Regions from separate parts of the Rattus norvegicus genome. Here region 2 is linked to region 1. A link is a contact called in public Hi-C data. All regions are on one chromosome and are shown on one strand. Each heading gives the region's core, a stretch centred on a gene start, on an enhancer-like site or on the middle of the called end of the contact. The rest is flanking DNA. Distances are from core to core; before and after follow the strand shown. Region 1 overlaps Ttc33 (tetratricopeptide repeat domain 33). Region 2 has its middle 20 kb from the start of Ptger4.

What was found. A called contact is a pair of places that touch in the nucleus more often than the background predicts.
Region 2: a Hi-C map of kidney shows a contact between it and region 1, with 2.8 times the contacts expected there. The contact joins two enhancer-like sites. A contact is called at or near these places in 5 of 12 Hi-C or Micro-C datasets (the Rat2 cell line, Schwann cells, kidney and 1 more).

Annotation. Positions count from the first base shown.
Region 1 is chr2:56,013,749-56,021,167 of GRCr8, forward strand. The region is part of intron 2 of Ttc33 (tetratricopeptide repeat domain 33); the gene reads left to right. It also overlaps the pseudogene Snrpg-ps5. Among named protein-coding and RNA genes, the nearest start is that of Ttc33, 10 kb to the left of the region's middle. Within about 2 kb of position 5,238, at least 8 of the 93 cell types and tissues checked have an H3K27ac peak or open chromatin away from gene starts, as enhancers often do. A contact at or near this core is called in kidney, where this site is marked.
Region 2 is chr2:56,049,872-56,057,772 of GRCr8, forward strand. It overlaps a transcript of Ttc33 not described here. Among named protein-coding and RNA genes, the nearest start is that of Ptger4, 20 kb to the right of the region's middle. Within about 2 kb of position 1,925, at least 5 of the 93 cell types and tissues checked have an H3K27ac peak or open chromatin away from gene starts, as enhancers often do. A contact at or near this core is called in kidney, where this site is marked.

The DNA.
Region 1 (7,419 bases), core at 3,988-6,487:
AAACTAGTCAGCACAGATTCATGTTTTAAATATCTGATTTCATTTCTTAAAAAGACAGGTTTCAGAGTCACCTGCAAAATTGCCGTTTATAGTCATATGAAGATCTATACACTGCTTTATTTTACCCTCTGTTGTTCGTCTAGAGAGGTGTTAGGGCAGCATAGCACAGTGTGCCCACAGCAGGAAACATTCTTACTTACTGTCCTCTCACTTTCTCATTGGCTTTTGTTCTGAGACAGTCTTGCTGTGTAGCCTAGCTGAGCCCACCCCGTCCCTCCACCAGTATCCGTAGTGCTAGGATTATAGAGCCATGCTGCCTTACTACTTGCTTTGATTCTTAAGTGCTTTTGTAAATGTGGTGGGTACACAGGACCTTGATAATAGCATCTTTTATTTGTAGCCCTTCCCTAGCTGAATTTCTACATATGTACCTGTTTCTTCCTTTATTTTCCCCTGGATTTCCTATTTCCTTTCTCTTTATCTTGCTTAGATCTTTCAATGGGAATGAAATTTCTTCACAAGTCAATAGAGAACAGACAAATGTTTCATAGTATGGGATGGAAAACAAGATCAGAAGAAAATAAAAATGGACTTTAATTAATTAATTAATTAATGATGCCTGTAAGAGTCAGGCCCTTTGCAACTGGTTCCTATAACCCGGGTTGCCCTTGACCTTTTGACCCTCCTGTCTCTACCTCCCAAGTACTAGGATTACAGGTGTGAGCCATTGTATCTAGCTTTATCTGGTGCTAGCAATGCTAGTCAAGCTCTTCCTTAACTGAGCTACACCCTAGCCTAGAAAAGTCTAAGTATAAAATATACAGTTAATAGAAGAAATCTCGAGTAAGAAAGATTTTTTTATTTTTTATTTTTTTGCCTTTTCAGTGTTTGAAACAAGATGTCAAGGTCTTAAAGAGCTCAGGCTGCTTGGGACTTGTGATCTTGGTTGTCCCTCCTGAGTGCTGGGGTCATAGGCAGGTGCCACCATCCACTGTTCCAGTGCAGCTTTTTTACTTTGAAAAAGGTCCTGTCTGTATTAAGTTGATATATTCTGTATGCCTAGATTAAAGTTTTTATTATCAGGCATTACCTATACATAATTAATGGGTTCATTGGCTTCATTGTCTTATGTGTATATAGCATATATAATGTATTGTGGTCATAGTCTTCTTCCTGCAAGCCTCTCTTACCCTCCCTCACCCCAACATTGCAGAATCCCTTGATTTTTTTTGTTCTTTTTCTCTTTTGATGAGCCAGTGAATTTCATTAGGGTTGCCCATAGGGTGAGTGGCTACTTATAAGCACATGGATCATTTTAGTGTTTACATTACTAAAGAAAATGTCTTTACCTCTTCTAGCAAGCATTAGTTACTTATGGATCCTTATGGAAGTGTGAGCCCTCATGAACCCCCTCCACCCCAAATAGCAGTCAACATTGGTTAACTTTTTTTGTTTTTGTTTTTTTGTTGTTTTTTTGAGACAGGGCCTCATTATTTATATATATATATATTATATATAATATTATATATAAAACATCTCTAGAACTTTCAGTAAGCTCCTGTTCACTTGCATTGTTGTGTTGCCTTTTCTCAAGACTGCACTAGTATGAAGAGGAAAAAGCCATTGGTTCCTGTCAGGACATTCCCTTAGGATTTTCTGTGGTCAAGGAAAGATAACAACTTCAGAGATTAATAAAATAGCTCAAAGTTTCTGCCTACATTTTAAAAACATTGAGTCATGTCACTAAAATCAGCTCGGTCAGAAGCTAAGTTTAGGATCATGAAGTTTTTTTTTTTTTTTTTTTTTTGTTTTTTTCTGTTTAGCATTTGTTTCAGAATAATGTATACATAGCTTTTGGAAAGTAAACAGGATTAAAGGGATCGAGTAGAATTAAGTAATTTGGCTATTTAAAACCAAACAAAGGTAGAAAATATATAATGGTTTGAAAATGCCTGAAAATATTGAAGTTTGACAGCAGCAATGTAAGGAGTAGCAGTGAAATTTAAATTAGAAGCAACCCAGTTCTCCTTGTCAGATCAGCTTTATCGTTATCATGGCCTTTAGCCACATTGGCCTTTTTTTCCGTCCAACAGTGTGTGTATACACATACATGCTTCTGTGTGGCTGTGCATACATATTTGTTGTATGAGTGTGGAACCAGACTTACACAACAACAGGCATTTTCCCAACTGAGCTGTCTCCCAGCCTCTCATCCCTGTAGTTCTTTGTAATGTGTGAGGAGCTTCTCCGGTGTGTTTTCCTGCCCGTGGGTTGTTCTCAGTTCTCTCTGATAGGCAGGCTGCTATGCAGTAGCACTCTGAGGCCCCCTCCCTCCCTCCGTCCCTCCCTCTGTCCCTCCCTCTCTTCCTCCCTCCCTTCCTTCGTTCTTTATTTCCCCCTTCACAGCAGTTTGCTTTTACTTTTTGTATTTCTACTATTTTCAAGTTACTTTACATAATAAATTACTTGTTTATATGTCCCTGTGACTTGCTTTCTAAATTCAGATTTTCTCACAGAGCTTTATTGAGCATGTAGAATTATTTAAACACATGACTATGGTCTTGTCCAAATAGGTTGCTGTCACTTCTCCCCTAGAGAAGGCTTCCTTCTTTGGTTTTCTACTGCCTGCTTGATGGTAGCAAGATTACCTTAGACTCACTTTGCAATTTGAATTTTCTCTTCTTATTATTGATTCTTCACAACAGAAGACTTACTTCCGTGTCCAGCCTTGAGGAAGCTTGGTGCTTTTAATATGGGCAATTGAATATAATGGTTATAAGTGTGGATTTTGAAGCAAATTTAGCTCTGTTCAGATCTTATCCTAATTATCATTTCTTTCTGTATAAATTTTGGGCAGGCTGTTAACTTCTCTACCAGTTTCAGGTTTCCTCGTATATAAATGATGACATACGTCTTAAAGACTATTGAAAGATTTCAGAACAAGTACATGTAAAGAAAATGTAGCATGAATAAATAAATAAATAAATAAATAAATAAATAAATAAATGTGTGCTAGATATTATGTATTAGAACTTTATGGTACTGGTTTATAATAATGCTAAGCTTTTAAGAAATTAATGTCTCCAAATACTATTTTTGTAGACTTATTTCTGACTAGGATTTGTCTTCCTAAGGTATAACAGTTCCCAACATTTTAAAATTGGTATATAATTTCAACCACTAGATGGTGACACTTGCATAGCTAAGTAGCTTTGTTCTTGTGGCGTGGGTGTGTGAAGGCCAAGTGTAATTAGAGTTTATCATGAGAGTTATTTAGGAAAGTATAACAGTGACAGTGAATTTGAGTATGTTTTCACAGTGCGATGCGTATCCTTTGATTCCAAGTTCAGTGTATTTGAAGCCAGTGGTTATGCCCCACATTTTAGGAAAGAGTGGCTGCAGTCAGTGTAGTACGTGCATTTCCTTACTCTCATGTCCTTGGAATGCTCCACATCTTGATGTTGTAATGAGTATCAAATTCTCATGAAAGATTTCCCCCTCCACTTATACAAGGGGACTCATCCATTCTCACTTCTGTCATTTTTCCTATCTCCCGGTGTCTGTGTTACCTGTTCCTCCCACTTGTCCTTTCTCTAACATGCTGGGATGCCTGATAACTTGTGTTGCCCTACCATCCGATCTCAGCTCTTTTAAGTTTCTCTTTGCACCTACTTGAATGCATAAAAAGCATCAAACTTACCAAGCAGGACATCTGTGTTTTTACCTAGACATCTGCTGCCTTCCCATATAGGTGAAAGGCACTGCCATTTCCTCTAGTTACTTTAGCCCTACACCATGAGTCAACTCTAGGGCTTACTCACCTTCTCAGAGCTGTTCTGCCCCACTTGCTTGTAAGTCACTGCCTGTCTGGTAGCTCGCTCTGTTTCTGCAGCCATGCATTTCTGGCTGCTACTATTGTAATAGACTAGTGAGACCCCATTTGTAATGTTGATAGAAAGGCTCTTACCCCTTGACACTGACCAGATGAGACTTGGTGAAGTTCTGGAGAGAGTGGTGAAGGTTAAGGATGTGTGCAGCAAGCTTTGACTTGTGGGAGAACAGCACATAGGAAAGAGCCTGGAGATTACCCCTCACCCTAACCCCCATTTATGGGCTGCTCCCCAGGCACCCTGATTTCGTAGCTATCACTGAAGAAGTTTCTCAAGATAGTGGTCATCTAAATTTATTTGTAGAGCTGTTGGCAGCTTCCCATAGGCCTGTATTTTCCTCCTCCCCTTCTGCCTCTGACCTCATGTTGTTTCCTTGAGATCCCAGTAGAGTTAGCCAGGAAGCTTTGACCTCCTGCTCTGTTGTCCAGGTAACCAATGGACATCATTCTAGATGCCTTTCTTTGTTTCATTCCTCAGGCCTGGCCCAAGTTGAGTCTCTTATACTGTGTATGCTCTTATATCCACTTTAAGTTTTCACTGCACTTACCCTGGTCTTACTGGGAGTTATCTCACCCCTGAATTTCTTAATAAACCTGTATTGGTCTCCTTGGGCATGTTGTTATATCCTGATAGTTATTCCACTCCCTTGATCTGGACATCTTTTAGAAATGTAAATCATGTCAGTGTTGATAAAGCCTATGGATTCTCCACCACAACTGCATTAAGCCAACACCCCCAGCCCTAGCCTGTTAGGTTTCCTGTGCCCATGGCTTGGCTACTTCTCCAGTATAATCACTTCCTTTCTCCCTATGTTATAATCACACTGGTTTGACTTTCTGTCCTCTGAACATGAAGTGCTTAGTCTTGCCTTGGACTCTTGTCTTTGTCTGGAATGGACTTTCTTCAGATATTCAGATGTTTGTCCTATCTTGTCACTCAGGTCATATACATTCCTCAGAAGACTCTCCTGCTCACCTATCACCCACTGTGAGAAGATACTTGATCCTTACCTGTCACATCCTTCTTTAAATCATGGAATTTACGTTTGAGTCTTTTTCTCATGTCCTTTTCTCATGCCCATAAAGTACTTTAGAAAGTTCTAGAAGAATAGTAGAGACCTTTTCCATCCTCACCCAGAGAAGGTGACCTATAAATATTTATTAAATATGCTATTAATTAAATAGCTCATTAGATTTGAGCAGCAGTAAATGAGAAGTACGATTGGGAGGAAAGTAACTGAGCAGGTGACGTCTCATCTGGTGAGTGAGCCTGCTATCTGACTTACTTGGCTTGGTCACCAGCTGTTCTTTGTCTCATTGTCCACATTAGCTCACCCTGCCCTGTGTGATCCCTGAGCTATTCACCTTGCTTCCTTCCTTGTGCTGGTTTAGTTCCATGTTGTTAAGGCTGCCTTTAAACTGGCTGAATCAGACTTTGGTCATTTATTAACCACAGTGACTTTAAACCAAGTTTTTATCTTTTAATGTTTCCTATCCAGCAGCTGCAGTAGGGCTGTGTCTCTTCAATCTGTTCCAGACTAAAGTTGAATTAGGAGATAGGCTGCGGGAGTTGGGAGAGACCACAGACCGACTTAGTAGATGCCAAGTGTCCTCTGCCCCCCACGTGGAGGAACTAAGTGGTGCCTCTGTTGAGCTGTAGGAAGGATCTCCTATGACATGAACCAGGGCATGAATGAGAGCCAGAGGGGGCGGGGCAGCTCGGGGATCTGTTAGGAGGGCATCTGTTAGGAGGGGATCTGTTAGGAGGGCATCTGTTAGGAGGGGATCTGTTAGGAGGGGATCTGTTAGGAGGGGATCTGTTAGGAGGGGATCTGTTAGGAGGGCATCTGTTAGGAGGGGATCTGTTAGGAGGGGATCTGTTAGGAGGGCATCTGTTAGGAGGGGATCTGTTAGGAGGGCATCTGTTAGGAGGGCATCTGTTAGGAGGGGATCTGTTAGGAGGGGATCTGTTAGGAGGGGATCTGTTAGGAGGGGATCTGTTAGGAGGGCATCTGTTAGGAGGGCATCTGTTAGGAGGGGATCTGTTAGGAGGGGATCTGTTAGAAGGGCATCTGTTAGGAGGGCATCTGTTAGGAGGGCATCTGTTAGGAGGGGATCTGTTAGGAGGGGATCTGTTAGGAGGGGATCTGTTAGGAGGGGATCTGTTAGGAGGGGATCTGTTAGGAGGGGATCTGTTAGGAGGGGATCTGTTAGGAGGGGATCTTTTAGGAGGGCATCTGTTAGGAGGGGATCTGTTAGGAGGGGATCTGTTAGGAGGGGAGCTCTGTGTTGCTTGCTTCACCCTAACTATCGGACAGTAGCTCATTTGCTCCTGAAATACCTGTATATTTAGGCAAGAAAGGCCTCAGCTGGCAGCATGGAGTGTAGTTTGAGAACGGAAGTGGTGGGTGAGAAGGCAAGCTTCTCTACTCTTGTGTTCTATACAAATCTGTGTGAAGTATGTTTGTGCATGTGTGCATGTCTCAGTGTGTATGCATGCATAGCTGCCTAATGCAAAGAGTAAATAGAGTGATCGTTACTACGCGGTGAATTTCCTAGTTTATCTTGTTCTTTGTATATGAACAGCTTTGTTGGGTGGAGATATGGCCTGGGCATCTTTTTTTTTCTTTTTTTCGGAGCTGGGGACCGAACCCAGGGCCTTGCACTTGCTAGGCAAGCGCTCTACCACTGAGCTAAGTCCCCAACCCCTGGGTGGAGATATGGTAAGCCTTCTTCCTTTGCAGCAGTGCGGGCAGTGACATTTTGAATAGTACAACCTTTTGACAGCTGTTTTCCTCGTAGGATCTTAACATCCCTGGCCCCATGTGGCCCCTGCCACTAATTCCTTAAACACATGTGACAGTTGAACAAAAAGACCTCCATGAATTTCCATAAATGATTACTATATTGTAATAACTGCTTCTAGTTTCTTTAGGCAGAGCATAACATGTGAGTTAAGGACATTTGGCTAACACAACAAACTTCCATCAGTACCTAGGCCAGGCGGGGATTGGTGACTAAACCATTGCTTGCTTTAGAAAGTAAATGTTTTTCTTTTCTTTTTTTTTTTTTTTTTTTTGGTTCTTTTTTTTTCGGAGCTGGGGACCGAACCCAGGGCCTTGCGCTTCCTAGGTAAGCGCTCTACCACTGAGCTAAATCCCCAGCCCCGAAAGTAAATGTTTTATAGTGACAGCCATGGTCATCTGCTTATGTCACGTCAATGGCTGATTTATGATACAATGGTAGAGCTAAGTAGTCGTGACAGAAACTATACTGTTCACAAAATCTAAAATACGCACTAGATGGGCTATCAGCGTGTCATCCTTTGCTCTAGAGACCAAAGCCCTCCAAGGGCCTTAAAAGCTGCAGAGATGTTTGAAACATTAAACATCTCAGAACTAAGGCCTCTCTGTGCTCCTAGAATTCCCTGTCCTCCTGCCCCCTCCTCTCTTCTTTTCTCCTCCCCCACCCCTTTCTCTTCTGTGTTCTTTCTTCCCTACTCACAGTCCTCTGTCTTAGGAGTTTTCTAG
Region 2 (7,901 bases), core at 675-3,174, 33 kb after region 1:
CTTTATAGTGCACAATTTAAAAACATCTTTCTAAATAGCTTTTTGGGGAACTATACAGTGAAATGAAAATAAATAGTTACAAGTTCAAATCACTATCAAATCTCTTTAAAAGTAAAAAGACAAAGTTATTAGAGTGTCAGTATGTGACTGACAGACAAGCAAGGAGCTGGAATGTGATTAATGTATAATCCCACAAATATGAGATGGATACGGTAAGGAAGAGTTCAGTGCGTGGTGTGGTAGCTAATGCCTATAATCCCAGCACTGAAGAGGCTAAGGCAGGAGAGTTGTAAGTTCAAGGCCAGCCTGGGCAACATAGCAAGCCCCTTGCCTCAGAACAAAGCAAAAACAGTCGAAAAATAAAACAACTCAAGAAAAAGTTTATTAGAAATTCTGAGTCACGGTCACAAACCAATGCTATTGCTGTGAATTACTGTTTTTATTGCATATATTATAGTACAAACATATGCGACTGTCAGGTGCTGTTCAACTCTGATACTCAGGCAGTTATGATTGATGTAACATTTTCTTTTAGAGATAAAAGTTATCTCTGTTGTATTATGTAATCTTAGCAAAAACTGTTGAGACATATAAATATGGTCTGTATTTTTATGAGGATGATATTTTTGAAAGTATTTTAACGGAATGTTCTCTAGTTTTTCTTCCATAGTTAGAGAATCAGCAGTTTCCTTAAGTATTATATTCACCCCCCCCCAATTATATCTTCAGATAATTAGCCCCAGGATAGCAGAGAGTTTTAGAATGATTAAAAAAATATTTTGTTAAATAACAAGGGATATTCTCAGAGAATAGCTAGATGCCTAGAGAATTGAATATGTCACATTTGATATGTTACATACAAATGTCTGTTTACTATATGATTTGTGAATAGTTTTCCATCTGTGTCTTGGAGAGTTTCCTCTTAGATTTTGAAAATTAGATTTGTATCTTTTTTTTTTAAACACTTTGCACGTTTCCTCATACATGCTTGCTAGCTCCAGGAAGAGCTTGTCTTAGTTAGGAATATTTCTTCTCACTTCTTCTGAATTTTGGAAAGATCTTTATAGTCTTATCTGAACTTACCGCTTGTGATACTGAAAGATGGTTGTCAGTTGGAGATTGTTCTTGGCATAGAGTCTGTGCCTCAAGTCCCCGCGTGGCCTGCATGTCGCTCCCCACTGACGATCCTGTTGTTCAACTGTACTGGCTGGTATTGGTGGGCCATGCTAGTCCTCTACTATCCAGGTATAAGACACAAGATAGATGTGAGATGGGGGCAAGGGAGAATGAGTTATGAAGAGGAAGGAAAGGTTCATTTACCAAAAGGTGAAGAACCTTCCATGCAGGAAGAGAAACACACATCTGTTAATTTGCTGTGGTATGAGCAACAATATATAAAAGTTCACTAAGACGTTAATTCTAATAAAACTCAAATTTTATGAATCTGGAGAAAATGATACTCATAACAATATAATTATGTTTAATAAATGATCATAAACAACAGCATTAGTGATAGAATTATATTGACCATGGATTTGTGTTGTTCTGGCGTCAAATTGTATGGTGTAGATACTTACTCGAGCATTACACATTGAGACCATTCTGGAAAACTTGACACTCATGTTAATCTCTCAGATGCAGGTGCCTAGTGTATAAAACGTTGTATCGTAAATATCTAACAGTATGGGAAAGTTATGAGGGAGACATAACTCACATCTGCTGCAGCTGGACAAAACAGGCTGCTGATGGCATAAACATGTAAATATTTTAAATTGCTATTAGCTCAAACTAATGAGGGGTTAAAAGGAGTTATCTCAGAAAACTGGTATTTTCATGATTGTAGCTGGACAGCTCAGCCTCTGTCAGTTTGCAGGTTATACTTTGCACGGTTACTCACAGGCCGACTTCACTTTCCCAGCACTAAGAGAATTAATTATTAATCAGCTCTTACATTTCCTTCAGTCAGAAAGCCTTCAAACCGCACTCGGTAGCAGACATTCTAGGCTGGGTTTCATGACGCGGCATGCGTCTAAATGAGTTCGGAGTTAACACAAGAACCGTGATCATCGTCTTCCTTCAGTGTGTGTGCTGAAATGGGATTTTCTGAGATGAGATGAGTTTATGATTGTCGGCACTGTAGGCTAGAGAAGCTCACTTCTACCGCCAGTAATAAAGCACGACACTTTATAAATTACCTCTTTACCGAAGTCAATTTAAGTGAAATGAAGATTTTTTTATCTGAAGTTGTGTCCCCTAGCCACATGCAGAATTGAATAGGACTATTTGAATGAATGCAGGAGCTGTGGTGGCCCTTTGGCTAGTACACAGTTCCTTAGTAAGTGTTACTGTGTGGTACTTGGAGGGTGGTGGGGGACTGGTCAATGTGAACGGACTTTGTTGGGGAAGGCAGGTTAGGTAGGAATGAATTCCTTTCATCTTACTTCTTAGCAAGTCCATTAACCAAGGAATCCTGGTCTGCCACCCACCTCCTGGGGCGATGAAGGACAGGATGTACTGGTCAGTCCCTTTCTCCTGTTCTCTGGGTTGGTCATGTCTCCTCCATCTGCTTTGTGAAGGGGAGCAGTGAAGAGCTGGTGGGTGTGGGGAGGATGATGCCTGTGCTTCAGAGCTGCCAGTAGGTCTGTGAGGTCTCTCGTTATAACCTTAGGTTCAGTATTACCTGGCCATTATATGCAGTCATTGGGCAGTCCCCAGGTCTTCTCTTAGGTAGTTCAGAGGCCACAAGGACACCTTTAAATGCTAGTATTTGCTTTGGACTCATTTAGGATCCTTTAGGACCCCCTTAAATACTAATAAAGATTGAGTATATTTTAAAGTAAGCATGAATTTTAGAAAAACACAAAATGTAGAAATCCTAATTTTTGCCTTTTTTTTTAAGTTGTGGAAATTTTATTGAAAATGAACAACAGGATGACTTGCCTACCTTTGCGGAAGGTCTACTGCTTGGAATGGTAGGAAGCCAGAAAGGTGAAGGGAGGAATGTGGAGCGAGGTACAGTGTCCTGTGCTCACTTTTGTGACGACTGAGAGTTATCGCATCCCCACTGGCACTGCCACCATGAGGGGTTCCATATCCACCCAAAGTCTCCACACATTTTAAGCTCTCTGGTTCACCTCCACCCCGGTACGCTCTCTGCTTCCTGTGGCTGTAAGTTAGACGTTATTTTTATAGAACTATAAATAAATAAACAAACAGACATACACTATGTACTCATGCGTGTTCGAAGTTCTTCATGCTCAGTTGATCCGTGGTGTTGCTCGTGTCAGTGATGTTTCCTGCTCCTTAGTATTCTCTTGTAGCAGTGTACAACCGCTTAGCTGTTGGTCACGATGGGCATTCTGCTGTTTTGCTTTATTGTGAGTAAAGCTGCTCTCTACAAATTATTCATTCTGTTATAGACGCACTGCTTACTGTATCCTAAGTGATTAAGGCCGACCCCTGCTGTATGTGGACCGTAATATGAAACCTAAAATCTCCCTAACTGTTTTCCAAAGTTACCCTTCCGTTGTGTTCAGCAGTTGCTGGACCGTGCTCGTTTTCTCACCCCTCTGTCAGTCTTGGCATTGTCCATCTTTCTCGGTTAGCCGGGCTCATGGATGTTGTGTTCTGGTGATGTGGGGCTTCATTTCTTCCTTTTTTCCCTTTTTGACACAGGGTCATGTGTTCTACTAAGCCAGCTTTGAACTTGCAGTGTAGGTGGCGATGAACTTGAACTACTGATCTCCCTTTTTTCCTCCCTTCAGGTTTTGAGATTATAGGTGGTGTGGACCATCACACCTGGTTCATACGATGCTGGGGATTGAGCCCCGGGGTCGGTAAGCACTTCCGGTTGACCTGACTCCCAGTACCTGGTGCTGTTTTTTGTGAATGTTCTTGGCATTATCTTTTGGGGAGAAGTATAGATCCAAATTTCCCCATTTTAAATTTTGATTTCCTTACTCAGTTGTATAACTAACACTGGATAAGAATTCCTTATGAGTTACTGTTGTGAATATTTTCTCTCCCGTAGTTTTCTTCAAACACTATTCAGAAAGTAGACACTTTAGACTTTGATGAAGGCCAGTATATACATTTTTCTTTTCCTTTTTCAGTTGTACTTATGTGGTGAGAGATCCTCTAAGTCACAAAGAATTTCTATATTTTCTACTATATATTTTTAGTTTTAGCTTTTTGTGACTAGTTTTGTTGTTTGTTAAGTTCATTTTATATGTATTTATATGTAATACATAGTAAAAATTGAGGTTCAGTTTTTGATGTCTAGCACTGCTCATAGAAAAACAATTTGTCTCTACCTGACATAGGCTTATCTTGTACTTGGGAGCAGAGGCACCGTTGTGGCTTCCAGGACAGCTCAAATAATAAGCAAGTATATATGTAAATAAATAAATAAATAAATAAATAAATAAATAAATAAAGTAAATTATGTCTTTTTGTGATAAAGTATAGTTATTTTACAAATGTTAAATCAGTTACATCTGGGATAAATTTTCTGAGTCATGATGGATTATCCATTTTAAGTATTGCTCAATTCAATTTGGTAATATCACATTAAGGATTTTGTATCTGTTCATAATGGGATATTGGCTTGTAGTCTTTTTTTAATGTCTGTGTTCATTTTCAAATAGGAATTATGCTGCATTACCCTAAGATGAGAAGCACCTCTACCTTCTCTTCTCAGAACATTTCTAGGTGTAATTATTGTTCTGTATACTTAATAGAAATTTCACACGAAGTCACTTAGGCCTGGCTTTTTCATTGGGAGATGTTTAATTACAAATTTAGTTTTAAAAATAGCTATAGTGCACGTATTATGTGATATTGAATGATACTGTTAAAGTTCTGAAAGCCCTTTCATGGCCATGTTGATATGCCTTACAGTCCTTTGTTATTTTAAAGTCTCATTCCTGTCCCCTACCACTTTAAAAAGATTTTTTGAGATTATGACACACAACATCATTTCTCCCTTTCTCTTCCTCTCTCTAAACCCTCTGAGATACCCCTTCCCATTTTCTTTCAATCTATGGGCTCTTTTCACTGATTGTCACACACACATTCTTTAATATAATCTGTCCAGGCTGTATAATGTTATTGTATGTGTTACTTGTGTGTTTTTAGTGCATTTGACTCTGGATAAACAGTTATCTGCTCCTAGCTTTCCTCAGTTGCCTGTATTTGCTTGTGGAGGAGTGAGACCTGCGGCTTTTCCCCTGTCCAGTATGGCATGTCCATCGGTGTCATCCCTGTTCTATGTTTGGTCAGTCATGTTGGTGGGGCTTTATAAATGTAGCGTCTAATGTTTCTAGGAGACACAATCTTGCAACAAATCCCTTGATCTTTTCGTTCTTTTTTTTTTTGTTACTTTATGTGCATTGGTGTTTTGCTTGCATGAATGTCTGTGAGGGTGTCATATTGCTTATACATTGGTTGTTAGATATAGAGGTTTGGTCAGATTCATTTCTTAGTGGGAGCAGGAGTCAGGGAGGAGGGTGGTAGTTAAATATCATACCAGCATGTACCGATTGCCCTTTTCTGGTGTACTTTCCTTGTTGCAGAGATGAAACACCTCACAAACAAACCTGAAGGAAGGGCTTGCTTTGGCTTCTCGTTTGAAGATGGAGTCCACCTTGGAGTGGAACGCAAGGTGGCAGGAGCTTAAGGTCACATCGCATCTGCTGTCAGGAAGCAGAAAGAGCTGAGTTCTGGTGCTTAGCTCACTTTCTCCTCTTTGCTCAGTCTAGGACTACAGCCTAGGGGACAGTGCCACCTCCATTTAGAGTGGGTGCTTCTACAAACACCCCAGAAGTCTGTGTCCCAGGTGATTGCAGATAGCATCAAGTTGATGAGATTAACCATCCAATCTAGGTCATTATTTCACTAGAGATCATAATCTCAGTAATAATTCTGATTGTCTTTTGTTCCCAGAAAAAACTGAGAACAGATTCCCTAAATCAACTCTATTTTCTTTCTCTGGGAAACAATTTATTTAGTGAAGCCATTTAGGAGTAAAGACCTGGTTCTTTTTTTTTTTTCTCATTAAAATTTCAAATGTGAAGTTAGCATACAACATGGTTGGTATGATTATGACCCTGTCACACATATGCCATTGTACTTCGTTCTTGTTGTTCATTCCTCCTAATGGACCGCCTTGTTCCCCCTTCCCTCAGCCCAGGTAGTCCCCCTTTCTGTTTTATTGTCATATACAGTCCATGAACTGTTGTACTCACATGGCCTCCCTCAGATCTCTTCCTCCCATGGTCCTCTAGTTTTATATTTCACACCTTCTGCACACAGATACCCCCAAACCACACTCACTCTCTCCCTCTCCCTCTTCCTCTCCCTCTCCCTCTCTTTCTCCCTCTCCGTCCTACATATTAAAGGAAATAAGAACAGCATTTGTCTTTCCAAATCTAGCTTCCTCACTTAATGGAGTGATCTTTGGTTCTGTCCATGTTCCCACAAACAAGTCTTCCAATGGTTTAGCATTTGAAAAACAGTGTGTTGGTTCCCTAGCATTCTCCAGTGGAGACCAATGAACTGTTTAGTTTTGTTGTATCTTATACTGCCCTGCATTAAGACATATTTTGGTATGTTTTGTTTCCCAAATTACTATGCAATTTAATTTTCAAGGTAGTTATATTAATTTTGCACTTCTACCAACTGTGGAAAAATCTCTAGTGTACTTGGTATTCTCAAATTTTTTATGGTTTTACTGTCTTTTTATTAATGTTTATAAATAAGACATTATTTTTTCTTGTTGTACATAGATCTAGCTTGTGGCATGCTTATTCACTACCTGTCTCCATGTAATTCATTGTCATTTGCTTCAGTCTATATTCATTGTTTAATGACTATGTATATAATTGCTACGTGTAGTGGACTGAGGTATATCATACTTATCTTTTCATTCCTGCATCCCTCCTTGTTTTTCCTGGAGTCAGTAAGCATTTTTTGATTTCTATGTATATATTACAAAACCTCTCCAACTTTAATAAATTTATAATTTATAATTTAGTAATGTTAAATATCAAACTATCTATCTTCAAAACAAAAACTTAGGCATGGCTTAGTGTTCTCTCCCTCTATGTGGCTTCATTTTGTCCTTGGTCTGCTGCACAGTGGTCATTGACTGCTCTCCCCATGCATGGAATTCTGTTCTCATTTGAATTAGATTCTGTTTTATGCTTCTGGAGAAAGCAAAGTACTCATGTAATTGTTGACATTGTGAATGCACGTTGTTTAAGACACAGGTAAGTTCCACGTTCTCTTCTGTCCCCCTTTTCCATGGTGGGACTGGAGAGAGTGCCACAGCAAAGTATTGAGTGAATGAGTGAGTGAGTGAATGAGTGAATGAGTGAGTGAGTGAATGAGTGAGTGAGTGAGTGAGAGTGAGTGAATGAGTGAGTGAGTGAATGAGTGAGTGAATGAGTGAGTGAGTGAATGAGTGAGTGAGTGAGTGAATGAGTGAGTGAGTGAGTGAATGAGTGAGTGAATGAGTGAGTGAATGAGTGAATGAGTGAGTGAGTGAATGAGTGAGTGAGTGAATGAGTGAGTGAGTGAGTGAATGAGTGAGTGAGTGAGTGAATGAGTGAATGAGTGAGTGAATGAGTGAGTGAGTGAATGAGTGAGTGAGTGAATGAGTGAGTGAGTGAGTGAATGAGTGAGTGAATGAGTGAGTGAGTGAATGAGTGAGTGAGTGAGTGAATGAGTAGTGAGTGAGTGAATGAGTGAATGAGTGAGTGAGTGAGTGGGTGAGTGAGTGAGTGGGTGAGTGAGTGAGTGGGTGAGTGAGTGAGTGGGTGAGTGAGTGAATGAGTGAATGAGTGAGTGAATGAGTGAGTGAGTGAATGAGTGAGTGAGTGAATGAGTGAGTGAGTGAGTAA